Linked DNA regions of Mus musculus: region 2 is linked to region 1. Evidence: chromatin contacts called from public HiCAR-type data. All regions are on one chromosome and are shown on one strand. The core of a region is the stretch at or near the end of the contact, and the rest is flanking DNA. Distances in the headings are between cores, read along the strand shown.

The links. HiCAR-type assays count read pairs that join an accessible place to other places.
Region 2: a HiCAR-type map of kidney shows a contact between it and region 1, with 2.6 times the contacts expected there. The contact joins two enhancer-like sites. A contact is called at or near these places in 4 of 484 Hi-C or Micro-C datasets (brain, granulosa cells, uterus and 1 more) and 2 of 115 datasets of contacts at active chromatin or transcription factors (kidney and neural progenitor cells).

The regions. Positions count from the first base shown.
Region 1 is chr2:44,138,382-44,144,844 of GRCm38.p6, forward strand. Arhgap15 (Rho GTPase activating protein 15) reads left to right here. Exons shown (of 14, transcript NM_153820.3): 10 at 3,869-3,967. Among named protein-coding and RNA genes, the nearest start is that of Arhgap15os, 76 kb to the left of the region's middle. Within about 2 kb of position 4,435, at least 8 of the 459 cell types and tissues checked have an H3K27ac peak or open chromatin away from gene starts, as enhancers often do. A contact at or near this core is called in kidney, where this site is marked.
Region 2 is chr2:44,220,602-44,227,932 of GRCm38.p6, forward strand. All of the region lies in intron 11 of Arhgap15 (Rho GTPase activating protein 15), which reads left to right. Among named protein-coding and RNA genes, the nearest start is that of Gm52508, 100 kb to the right of the region's middle. Within about 2 kb of position 1,705, at least 38 of the 459 cell types and tissues checked have an H3K27ac peak or open chromatin away from gene starts, as enhancers often do. A contact at or near this core is called in kidney, where this site is marked.

The sequences.
Region 1 (6,463 bases), core at 3,185-5,684:
TCCAAAAAGATGAAAACCATGAACAAAACAAAATCTACACCATTATCCTAACTTTGATATTCACAACATCTTTCCTTGACTCTGTATCGCCTGTTTAGCTCAGACACAGGTGTCTAATCAACCCACCCTCTGTGACCCATGCTCTTTATAAACTGTCAACTAGACCTACCATAAGTCTAAGCATAACCTAACCATAGATCAAGTAGAATTATGGTTATAATACACACTTCACTATAAAAAGTCAAGCAACCTGCTAATGTTCTTCCATATTAGTTAGAATGCGTTTGGCTGCAAGTAGTGGGTTATCCTGTTTAAAACAATGGCATGTAAGAAATCTAGAGAAGGGTTTCATGGTTGGCACATAACATGTTCCATTGCTTTCTTTTGTAAAGCAAGTTAGCCTTTGTTTTATAGCTTGTCTCATAGTGACTTGAATGCTCAAATTGTTCCAAATGCTATCACAAGGTGATGTTCCAAGTGGGAACAAGAAGAGAAAGTGTTTCTTTCTTTACAGTCTTTTCATAAAAGAGGGAAATAAAGTCTCTGGACACACCCCAAGTCACTTTTCTATGTTGCTTGTCCAGACCATCCCATCATCCAGAAGTTTACAGATGTAGACTTCAGTCAAGAATATTCTTGGGCTGGGCAGTGGTGGTACATGCCTTTAATCCCAGCACTTGGGAGGCAGAGGAAGGGGGGGGGGTCTCTGAGTTCGAGGACAGCCTGGTCTACAGAGTGAGTTCAGGACAGCCAGAACTACACAGGGAAACCCTGTCTCAAGAAAAAAAAAGAATAATCTTGGGTTGTATCTCATGAATTCTATTGCATTTCTGTTGAAATACTGTGGTTTTGTGTGCACCTAAATATGTATGTGTGTAGGTGTCTGCATGTTTCTTTTACTGTGTGAGATCAAAGAAATTTTTCTAGGAGTTGTTCTCTACTTCCACTATTTGGGTCAGAGGAATTTTACTTAGGTTTGGGCCTTGCAGCCAACCTGAGTGAATTCTAAGAACAAGAAAGGAACTAATAAAGAAAGGACTTACTTGTAGGAGATCATTAGTATCTGTCAAATAACTGAACCTAGTTGACAAAGTATAGGATACATCATAATACAAGCTTAGTTCATCAAGATTTCAATAAGCCCTGAATTTTTACTGAATGAAGCACTCTGGTCATACTGTCATTCTCTCAAGTGTTGGCGTGTGTTAGCCTCCACCTCTTCAAATGCCCCTTGTTTCCCTTTCTTAGCTTTCTACTCAAATCCTACTTATATCTGAGAGCTTGTCCCTTTGCTGGGACATTGCGCATGGGGAAGACTGCTGTGACCTTTTTCCATATACTTTCACAGTGCACCTTTACTAACCCAGACACAGCATATTCACAATGACATGTCCCTTTCCTCTGGTGTCAGTCTCCTACATCAGATACATGTAGAGAATAGAGGTTGTGTGGCAACATAACCACATTTATGGCACACTCTGGGGTATCCTATGTAGAGGATAGAGAGTGTATGGCAGCATAGTGCATATATGGGACACTCTGGGGTTACTGTGCCACATATTAAGCACTTGTGATTGTCTTTCACAGATAACTAAATAGATTAAAGAGGAAAGTTAAAGGAAGAAAGCAAAATATCTGCACACACCAAAAATCACTTTTCTATGTTGCTTGTCTAGCCCATCCATCTTTGTGTCTTTCCCTTATATCCACGTGAAAAGGAAAGCAAAACAAAGCTCAATTAGAAATTTAGCACCCATTTCATGATAGTGTCTACTTTTGTTAAACGACTTCCATCCAAAGTAATTCTCTCTGTCTCTCTATCACTCCACTTTCCCTACCCCTTTCTCCTCTCTTTGTCTTTCTCCCTCAAACATGGAAAGACATACACCTATACTGGAGGGCATCATTCTTACAACTCAACACCTTTCAAGTTACTTACTGTTTCAACCTTACAATATTAAAGAAATCCCAGCATATATATTTACAACGTAAACTGTTTAACTGCCTGCTTCGTTGCTGTGCAGATAGAAAGGTCAATCAACATTTGTGCAACGGATGTAAATTATGAAGTCTACTAATAGGTTTGTATGTTGTAGTAATGTTTCCTGCCTGTAACCTCTAGCCAATGTAAAATATTTGATCTGAAGTCCTAGGCAATTTTTCTTAGGTAATATTTATGTCACGCTTTATTACAGGGATGCTCACCGTTTGGAATAAGTCTCTGCTACCTCATCAAGTGTTCAAAGCATATACAATTGTTTGCCATTTCTTTATACTATCTGGGTTTTGAGTTTATCGTCTTCCTGTTTCTTGTATAAACATGTGTTTCCACATCAGAGTGTGTTATTAATAGTGTATTAGCCTAACTTGATTCCCTCCATGACGTTTTTACCAGCACACTCCAATATATTTTCCTAAGTAATAGATATAAATACAACTTCCTTGACATCTCAGTTTCTTCATCTTCAAAGTACCTTGCCATTTAGCACTCTGTTGTGCAGCACTATATATTTTCTCTTAATTTCTATATATCTAAATTGCTTTCCTACAATATCCCGACTGACAATTCAGAACATTTTTGGTGAACTTCCATTATGTGTAAACATTGTGTGAGACTTGGAGACACATAGTAACTCTATGACCCTGACCCTTCTGGATTTGAATTCTAAGCAAGTTAAACAAGCTACATAGTCAACATAGGTCTAGCATGTCAAGTGGAGATAAGCCCCATCCGCAAATAAAGCAAAGATATTGGTATAGACAATGGAGTTGAGTGGCTCCGATCTTTCAGAGGTGGCTGGAAGATAGATACTGTGAGAAGAAGGATCTTTGATCAGCTCAGAGTCCTCATGGCCCAATCACCTCTCAGTACGACCCGCAACTGGGGAAATGGCACTTTTAATAAATGAATCTTCAGAGGACGGTTTAAATCCAAGCCACTATCCCATAATCATAAATACAAAAATGCTGCTCAAAAATTATCTGTCTTACTCTAAATTAAAGGCAAGGGCCCAGTTCAGCGTTGTGATCTCAGAGCCCAGTTCAGCGTTAGTTCAGAGAGATGCCCTCTGAAACAAATGGATCTTAAAAAATGAGTCTGAGAACTATTATCTCTACCATCCTCTTATAGAAACTCACATATGGCATAGCTCAAACAAATAAAAACACTTTAAATCCTGTCTTAAATTCAGTTTAACTTTGTTTAATTTGATGTTGCTGGCCATTTTGAACATGAGCCCTGTTTCCTGCTGTATCTGTTGAACAAGCAGAGAAACCGCTATGCTGGGAGTCTAATGAAGATGACATAGGGAAGTTCTGAGCTGCATTTGTCAGAAAGATACTTTCTGACAAGAGATACTTAAATCTGACAAGAGGGTGGGTATTCAAGGCAGGAGAAACACTAAGCAATACTTTGTAGTACTTCCCTTGCTGCTCTCTACCTTATCAAATACCCTTCCAGAATGAATGCCTTAAATAAACTGGACAAACTGCATTCTTGATAACTGCTGATAAACTTCTAAAACATGCAAGATTCCAGATGCACTAAGCTTAATTATTCCATGGGAGCTACCTCAGCTCCTCTGCATAATTTCAGAGGCAACAGAGTTCAGTCCCTTAAAGACTGTAACTCACTCGTTACCCGTGCCTGATCAAGGACCATGTTATTTTTCTTACCGGGAGATCAAGATTCTATTCCACAGAGAAGGGACACACAGTCTTTATACATCTGCCATAGACACTTTGAAATTAAAGCAAAAATCAATTTCTATGCAAGATGAAGATCTCGGTATTGGCTATGGAAGTAGAATCGAATTAAGAACAACGCAGGCTTGGATTTTAATGAAGCTCATCTTTGTTTCGTTTGCAGATCAAATTTTTGGCTCTCATCTGCACACAGTGTGTGAACGAGAACATTCCACAGTTCCATGGTTTGTAAAGCAATGCATTGAAGCTGTTGAAAAAAGAGGTGGGTGACTGAATGTGCAGCATTGCTGAGTCCTCTGAACAGCTAGGGCTCAAGTTCACGGAACCACTTGATTTCTCTGGGAAGCCACGCAATTAAAACTTGACTTTCATTAATCGGTTAAGAGGATCAGGTTTCTTATTAACTTCAGTTTGCTTTTACAATGGGGACATTAGCAATTCTCACTAATGTTCCGTGTTTTTTTTTTTTCTCTCCCGTTTAATATTTTGTCTGTCTGACATACTGTTGAATCAATTGCAAACTTCTTGTTTCCAAGCCAGTGGTAAAACATTCATAAAATATCAGCACTCACAGTGTTAGAACCCTCTCACATTCATGCTGGTAGATGTGCCAGAACAATTTTTTGGGAAGCCCCCAGCATCACCCAAGTGAAGTAAACAGCGTTTCTACTCACAGACAGCGATACGCCATCTTCTACATGGTTCTGTTCAGTACAGAGTCCAGCTAACTGTGTTTCCTGGAACAATTAGCAGATACACCTCCACTGTTAGAATGACCTTTGACTCCTCTGTTTCACCATTCTGTTTTTCATCTGAAATTATTTCATCTCACTGAAGAGAACAAAACAAACCCCAATTGACTCATCATTTCTAGGCTAGTTTATCTGCGGAGTGTTTTTCCTTCGAACTATGACTTCATTCATTCAAGGTCATTTTTCCTGGAAGATACACACTGTAAATGCAGAATCTTAAAAAAAAATGTATTAAATAAAAAATGTGAAGCTTCATCACCATCTGTTACAAGTTTACAACATATTTCCAGGATCTAGGGGGATATATATCAAGTGAAAGATAGAGGTGTTTGCAGAGGAAAGGAATAGCTGAACCTATTCTTATTTTCAACACCTATTTCTTAAAACAATACAACCAAAGAGGGGGAAAAATCTTCAAGTGTTCTGCTCAGAAAAGTCCATTTTAATTCTCTCGGTGTTACCTGGCTTTATTATAGAAGCATAATAAAAACGGCATGCAATTTCTAACTCCTAGAAATTCATACTTTAATTATACAGTAAGGACAGCTTTGGGATCCTATTATTCCCATATCAGTAGGGAATGAAAGAATAACAAGAGGAGAAGGGGTGGGTAGGGACACAGATAAAGATAGTGACTGTCAGAAAAGCACATCGACAACAAGGAGAAGTGCTGAGGGGCCAGAGAGCAGGAAACAGTTACTGTAGAATAAGCTCCAGGAGAAGCGTCTATGAGGAATGAAGCTGATTGGAATTTAGAGAGAACTGTGTTTTTATTGCATGTTGCAATTTCATTTAATTTATAGGTACCTATCTTAGGAGTAAATATTATTTAATAAATACTTAGAGTCAAAATGGATCAGTGAGAAGATTGTTATTATTTCCAATAGCGAAACTACCATGATTTCCAAGAAATCTTCATTCACTTTTAAATACTGAGAACCAACGGTATGAACATTATTATATTAGATCAAAAATCCAAATAGGCCATTGGGAGAAGCCGTATATAGTAAGATGTATGCACACAGGAAGAAGAGCTTATATCTCCTGATTTGTGAGCCTACCTAAGGCAAAATGAAAATCCCTGTTAAATGTAGCTTTGCAGTGCACAGATTTCATAATATCATAGAATAGAAAATGTCTATAAATAGGAATTGTATCTGTGCCTGGCATTTTCATGGTGATTTTTAATAAAGTAAGATGATATTTCTGCTGACAGGGGCAATCATGACAGCATTATATTTTATTGTTCCAATGTTTACTCTCAAAATGAATTTGTAGATCCAGCACTAAACAGCTGCTAATCGCACATATGATTATTAAAATAATTCCTGAGCATTCTAATGAAACTCAGAGACACTTTATAATTCTGCAAAGCAACTGACAATTCAAAGCACTTTGGCAGTGTTAGCTTAAAGGAACTCCAGATATGTTCAATAAAAAGTCATAGGTGCAAGATAAAGGTCTTACATCAGTGTAGGATTTATGAGTGTGTACACTTGATTATGTTTTTCTATGATCGTTTTGTTGGATTAATGCTCTTACATTTATCCACCAATTCTGTTTACTCAAAGTGTTGTTTTTACTAAATTTTGGCATATTGCGCCTCAGGACAGAAATAATTTATATGAATCTAAATCCAATATTTATGCAGGCTTCTGATGACATTTGATGCAGGGTTGGTACTAGGAAGTAGCTGAAGAAAGTGCCAAGTATCTCGACATGGCTGGGGCTCAGCATGTCTAGAGTGCTCTTTCTAATGGCCAGATGCTCCTCCAGCCAAAAATCTCAACTGCACAGTCATGGGAAATGCTTATGGGTTTGTTCTAGGAAAGACTCATTTAATGAAAGTTGTGTTCACTCTCCCAGTTCTGGGGAAATGGCCTCTGTGCTCATGATGTGTCACACTGGCTGTTACAAAGGGGGGTTGGTTCCATTCTCTTTTTCCCTTTGTGATTCTTTTCTTTAAGGAATCTATAAAACTCAAGCTGTATTTTTTAAATGCTTCT
Region 2 (7,331 bases), core at 455-2,954, 79 kb after region 1:
ATAAGGAGCACATTTTAAGACCTCTCTGAAAAGTGTGTTTACTGCATCCTACAAGTGACTGTGTTTTGGTTTTGAAAACGCTTTATTGTGTTTTTGTCATTAGATGCATTTCTTCATAGTTTAACCTAAGTAAGTTTACACGGGATAATGAGAAGCTGATTTAAACAGCAGCAAGGATGACATCAAACTGTTTTATTGAAAACCCAGGTTTAAATATTGGCTGACCTGTTTATAATATCTGTGTAGCTATTGCCTTGACCCTTTATTCATTGTTCTATAAGATGAAAAGGAAATTAAGATGAACTTTTCCAGATTGGTGAGATTTATTTAGTAAGATGCTGGCTATAAGGTTGTTGTGTTGTCTGTGACTGTCTACCTTAGTATGGTCCATGATTATATTTTCTTTGACCTTCTCCCTGGTACATTCCATGATTGTATTGGCTCCCATTTGTTTGGTAACTCACTAAAAATAATTTCTTAAAACATCTAGCTAATTATTTCTTCAACACCTCCATTTGATCTCTCTGTGCACTCAGCCCAAATCAGAGTAATTAAAAACGAAATGGAAAAGACACCAACAATTTATGACAATTTCTTTTTGAACCACTATATGTGAACATGAACATTCTCTCTCTCTCTCTCTTTCTCTCTCTCTCTCTCTCTCTCTCTCTCTCTCCATATATGTGCGTGTGTGTGTGTGTGTATAGTCAATTTATATGTAAAATATCTGTACCCAAACTTATAACCTATTCTGTAAAGGAATTTTCAATATTGGAAATGTTATATGATTTTGAACAAGTTAAAACTATAAACATTTCCTAGGGTGAAGCCTAAAGTTTGGACCACTCACTGTAGGCTCTGCCACAGGTGAAAACCTAAAGGGCCAGTGACCTTGTACCTTTCTTCACCTGTCCTGCCTCGCCACACAGACAGAAACCTGCCCAAACATGGTGGCTAAATGACATTATAAAGTTACTATACATGGAAATACTAAATGTTTTCAGTTTTGAAATATCTCTACAAAGCATAGCTATACACATGACTTACTTGTGACTTTACTACTTCTCAAGGACTCTGTGAGATGACTTTCTTCTGAGATTTTGACCAGATTTGCCATATCATGTTCCTAGACATGAGAGACAATTACCCCACATTTATTTGACATGACTATTCTAATTTGGCTAGAGAGTTAAGCACCACAATTCTTCTGTCTCAGGTAGCAAAGGATCGGAGAGGACACTTCAAAGATTGACCTACTTGAGAGGATTGCTTGGCAGAGGAGCCAGATTCGACTCTGTCCCTGGTGGATTTCATAACACTTATCTTTGGACTCAGAACACTTGCCAAAGAAATTTTCCTTCCTTGAGCAAGTACCTCTGATAAGTTGTGGTCTCAGGAGTTTACAAACATCTATGCATTATCAAAAGCTCTGTGAATTATTGCTCATCTAAATACCAGCTATCTGGACTTTTGTTTCAGATTGCTTTTTCATCTTTAGTTGCTCGCATTTCCTGTTGTGACCTTTGCGTTTCAGAGAAAAACAAGTGAGGGGGGGAGAGAGAGAGAGAGAGAGAGAGAGAGAGAGAGAGAGAGAGAGAGAGAGAGAGAGAATCTTTTATTGTGACAGAGGTCCTAAGTTGGCCAGTAAATTTGCCACGCACTCTTGGAATGCTGTTTTGCAGTTTCAAAAGTGGCCATACCCAGCTTCCCGGAATTTCTTTTCTGCCTGGAGGACACCACTGGAACAAGGAGAGCCTTGTTAACAAGTTGCAATGTCTCTCGCAAACAAAACAGGATTTGGATATAAATCATCGTTTCAGCTCAAAGAACTATGTTCTCCACCCCACTGAAGGGCTTCATTTACATCTAAAATAGTTACTACTGATCTCCAGCAGAACTCCTAAGTGGAGGAATGCAGCTGTCATGTGCTTAGTGACTCCAAGGTTAGGGAAGAAAGGCATTGCTAGCTTTAAGCACGTTATCACACTGACAGAGAGGCACCTTGTGTTCTCGGTGGATAGAGTGAGGATTGTGCTCTGTCCTGTTTCTTTCTTTCTTTTTTTTTTTTTTCTTTTAAAGAATACCTTTCCCCCTCCTTTCTCCCCAGCTGCAAAATGAAGGGTTGAAAATGTCACTTCAACTAATGATGAATGATGCTTGACCTCTGGATGGGTTACTCTGCATTTTATGCAATTCTCAATTAATATGAAAGATCCCAACTCAAAGGACTCGGGCCATTGGGGAGGGTTTCAAGAATGGATTTGTGTGACCAGTCAGTAGCTTGGAGGTTTTCTGGTTTGGTTTTTATTCTGTCTTTGTGGAGTGGTTTACTTTATAAGCAAGGTAAAGGACAGAGTCTGCTGATTTATTTTAATATGTGTTCTCCTGTGAGATTAATATCTTTTCTTCCTAGAAATATTGTCAGTAAGCAGAGGCAGTTTGCAGGAAAAAAAAAATCTCAAAAGGGCAACTGGCCAACATGTCTTTGTTGTTTGTATTTGAATATAATTAATTATGTAAAGCAATAGTTAGTGGAAGATTAACAATTAGTAGATTCTGTCAAGTAGTCACATGGAAATTACTAACTAATTGAGCGACTGGTCCTCTATTGTGTCAGAAACCAATGCTGAGTGTCGTTCTTTTCATCTTCTTACTTTGTTGTTTTCACAGATCTCCTTTTTTTCTAAGATGCGCGTTTCACAGCAGACTAATAAATAAATAACCCTGCTTGTGATTTCATAACAGACAAAGGGGTTTGAAATTTAAAAAACAAAAAACACCTGTTTTAATTGGCATGATGGTTTGTTCACTTTTTTAAAAAAGTGATAATCCTGACGCACCGAACTGACATTTCTGCAGCTTTGAATTTCCATCTGCATCTTATATTATGATGCTTCTGGATTGTCATGAGTTAATTATGTTAACTTGGGAAGCACTGCTTGCATTCCAAATGAAAAACTTCAGCTTGAATAGACAGAAAAGCAGATGCTATCTTTCTTGTCAATTGCTTTGTTGTGAGCTGCTTTGCAACTTTTCGTGTATTTCTGGATCTAAAGGGAAGTGTAAATCTATTTATTTTAAGTTTTACATAAACTACACAATTTCAATATTCTGTTTGGGCTGTATGTGTCTAGTGTATCTTTACATGTGTAGCTTTCCTGCCCCCCTAGCTCCCCCCCAACACACACAAATTCAGCAATCCACAGTCAAATTATCTTCCCTTTAATTTGTAATTTGTTTTGTTGTGCCGAGACATTATGGAGATTAACGTGTAATGAAATCTAGGAAGAGGACAGCTCTGCTGGCTCAATCCTCACTCTGATATTCCTATCACCTCTTTATTTTTGTACGTCAACCTTTTAAATGGTGCAATAACTGCACAGAGCATCTGGGCACAACAAGGCATGCTCAGGAAGGAGGAAGCATTCTAAGTAGGGATTTCCATGTTGTGTGAGTTTAATGTGCCTTTAACATTGAGAGCAGCTGGGCTTATGTCAATAATTAGAAATAAATGCACATCATGTGTTTCTTTATGGGGTTAAAGATACTAAGGATAGACTCAAACAAATGATTTTTGCCCCCTACCCCACCTACTCTGAGGTGTTCTTCAAGATTCCAAGCCAAGCTATGCTATTTTGAGGATCTAGACTGCCATTTCTGAATGCTGACCTTCCAGATTTCAACTGACATTATTTTGGATTGTTTATAGTGTCCTGTCTTCTTCCTACCCAACATCCATTCTCCAGGGTCTCTGCCCTGCTCCATACCCACACACTGTCCTGAACCTGTTTCATGATTCAGTCCCCCTTGAAGAAAGTCTCCCAGTTAGGTAAATGAGAAGTGTCTGCAAGACAGCAAAGAACGAACGACGATCTAAGAATGTTGTGATTGCTTGATTGCTGAGGTTTAATTTTCAAAAGTTTCTCCCATAGGTGGTAAATGCATCCATTTGCCCAAAAGGCATCGGGGTGAAACCTTAATCAGTGGAGGTAGACAGCATTGCCCTGATCCCCAGCCTGATTTGTCTAGACTCTGAGCTTGGTAGATACAAGAATTAGAAAGCAACCTGAGCTCTCACAGGCAGGATTTGAAGAAGGTAAAATTTTCCTTTAGGCTTTGAGGTGTTAATGGTTCCCCCATCCAAGTACTTCCTGGGTGTGATTATTATGTATCAAGCAAAATCAAAGCCTGAAGCAAGAGGGACATGAATTGTTAGAACAGCATAGGACAGTGTAGGTCAAGAATGACTGAGAGCCAAAGACTACTTTCAGGCTACTTTTTGCTTGGACACAGCATTGGGTTTAGAGGGAGCATCACTCAGGCTCTGAGTACTCAGGCTATGGCCGTGAATTAGGCCCCAGAATGGTTGGAGGGCTTACTGTTTAAAATATATGGCAAAGGTGTGTTCAGAATGTAGATGCAATCTGTAAATGATATGTACTGTGCCTTATCACACATTCAAATTAATGTACGGCTGTTCTGCCACTTAAAATAGCTCTGTTCATTAAAAGAACTGTAACCTAGATTTTCAGAAAATTAAAATATTTTATTTCTAGGATTGTGTTATGCCTTTAACCACGACTCATCGTTTAACACTACCTTCTTCCACATCTTGAGCTAAAGCAGAAGAAGGTTAAAGATCTGATAGGTTTTTCTCTACTTGACCAACTATTTTGCAATTTGGTAGCAACTACTGTTGAACTGGACTATCAGACTCACCACTGAGCCTAGGAAACACCAATCTATTTGTTTCAACTTCAGATTTTTTTTTCTAGTAGTAGTTAGTAGTTAGTAGTTCACAAGCACAAATGGCATTAATCTCAGACAAGTCTATTCTTATTAAGACAAGCAGCACTGTGCTAGAGACAAAGTCAGTGGAGGTAGACAGCATTGCCCTGATCCCCAGCCTGATTTGTCTGGACTCTGAGCTTGGTAGATACATTGTTAACACAGGAATCCCCACGGCTTTCTGTTCCTTCTGTTTTACTCTCACCAAGTTTGTTTATAAGCTTTAGTTAAAGAGTAATTGTGGAAGGCGAGAATCAACCACAAAGAAATATGTATGAGATCTCATTTGGAAATGTATTACTTTGTAAGCAATTTCTTATTTTGTTTATATTATTCATTTAGTTTTGAATTTACATATGTTTATATATTTTTACTTTTTTAAAGTTTTGAGATTTTAATATAATTACATTTTTTCCTTCCCTTTCCACCCTTCAAAACTTCTTACACTCCTTTATGCTTCCTACAAATTCATGACCTCTTTCATTTCATTTTATTGCTTGCATACATGTATATAAACTAATATTTCTAAATATAGCCAGTTCGGGATCTATACTGTTACTTATATGTATGATGTAACACTAGACAATCAATGGTGTGCTCTTCTCAGGGACGATCACCGTTCCTGCTCCCAGCTTTCTGCATTTGCCTACAGCACTTTATAAATTGGAAACCTTGTGGGCGTTTTCCCTGCCATGTCCATTGGCGCAGACCTTGCCCTGTCCGTGTTTGGGCAGCCCCATTGTAAGCTAATTTTAAAAACTAAAACAGTAAACCTAAAATAGAATATTTATGTTCTGATTGACAGGACATAAATGGGAGTGACATCTTCTCTTTTTTGCTTTCTGTATTTCGGTAACTTTTTCCCCAATGAGGCCTGGGTAGTTTTATAAACTGCTTTGGAAATGAGACAGATCAGTGTTAAAAACTAGCTCTTATACTTCTTTTGGGGCCATGAAAAAGATGTTGTCTCTGTGCTTTTAAACTCTTTGAGTATAAAATATCTTACTTGATTGCTATGGACTCTCAATATATTGTGCATATAAAATGTGCCAAGCACCATCAATGGTCCAAGATAGATGCTCATGGTCTCAGGTTGTTAGCATCCTTGACATCATTTCTGCTCTGCTGTCACAGTTCAACTTTCACTTCCATGATTATTCTTAAATTCATCTATCCAAGTTATAGTCTTGGGCTTTGTACTCAGGTCGCCCGATGTCTATTTGCTACCATCACATAAAAATATTACTGTTGTCTCTAAACTAAACTCATTATCCCTAGCATCAAATGACCCAAAGTAAACACAACTAAATGCTAGATGATCTTTCCTACATATCAAGATATGACTGTGTCAGCACAGCAGCACTCTTCTGGCTACAGACAACACGGTTTGCCCTGACCGCTTCTGCCCTTGGAATCAGGACTCAGACCTTTGTTCCCCGCTACATTCTTACATTTCAAATAAACTTATCTGCATAATATACAGAGTGATTAGTGCAGCTTCTCTAAAGTTTTGAGGCCCCCTTTATTCCTGAGAGGAATATATAACCACTGGTTATATTTGAGGCTTTCACTGACCTCCAACAAGCTAAGTCTTCATGAAGTTTTACAACCTGACAACAGCAGTTCTCTGACTATGATGTGCATCCAAATTGCCCAGAAGACTGTTACACCAGAGCCCACCATTATTCCACAGAGATTCCAGACTCAGTAAAATGGATGAAAGCTTCATAATTTTTATTTTGAATAATGTCTTATGTGGTACATCTAAACTGACGCCAGACCACATCTTAATAACTCAGGTTTAGCATATGATTCTTACTCATCTCAGTCCATCAAAGGCATATACATCACGAGAGTCTTAGAAGAAAGAACATTTCATCTGTCAGTAGCAGGAAGAATATGCTTTCTGGTGGTAACACTAGTAAAGGGTCTAAATGTCTTTCTCCATGTTGTTCTTCTATAAAAAAAAAAAATACCATAGACGGGGAAGATTCAAATGAGCAGAAATGTATTAGCTCAGGACTAAAGGTTAGAAGTCAAACAGCAAGGCACCACCACCTTGGCTGGGTCATTTTACATGATCACATGCAATCCAAAAGGGCAAGTAGAAAGCAAAATGGGAAACAGGGTGCTCTTTTACAATGTCAGTGTGCTGACTAGTTTTATGTCAACTAGACACAAACTAGAGTCATCTGAGGAGGGAACCTCAACTAATTAGACCAGCCTGTAGGGCGTTTTCCTAATTAATGATTATTTGGGGTAGAACTCAGACATTGTGGGTAGTACCACTCCTGCATGGGATGCATGGTCTATAAGAAAGCAGCTAGTCATGAGGACTAAGCCAGTAAATAGAACCCCTCTGAGTCTGCTGCATCACCTACTGCCTCCAGATTCTTATTCTGTTTGAGTTCCTGCCCTGATTTCTTTTAATAAAAAACAGTGATGTAGAAAGTGTAAATAAGTAAGAAATCAAGTAAGTAAATAAAACATATATATACATGTATATATAGCTATACATATATATAAATAAATAAACACATAAA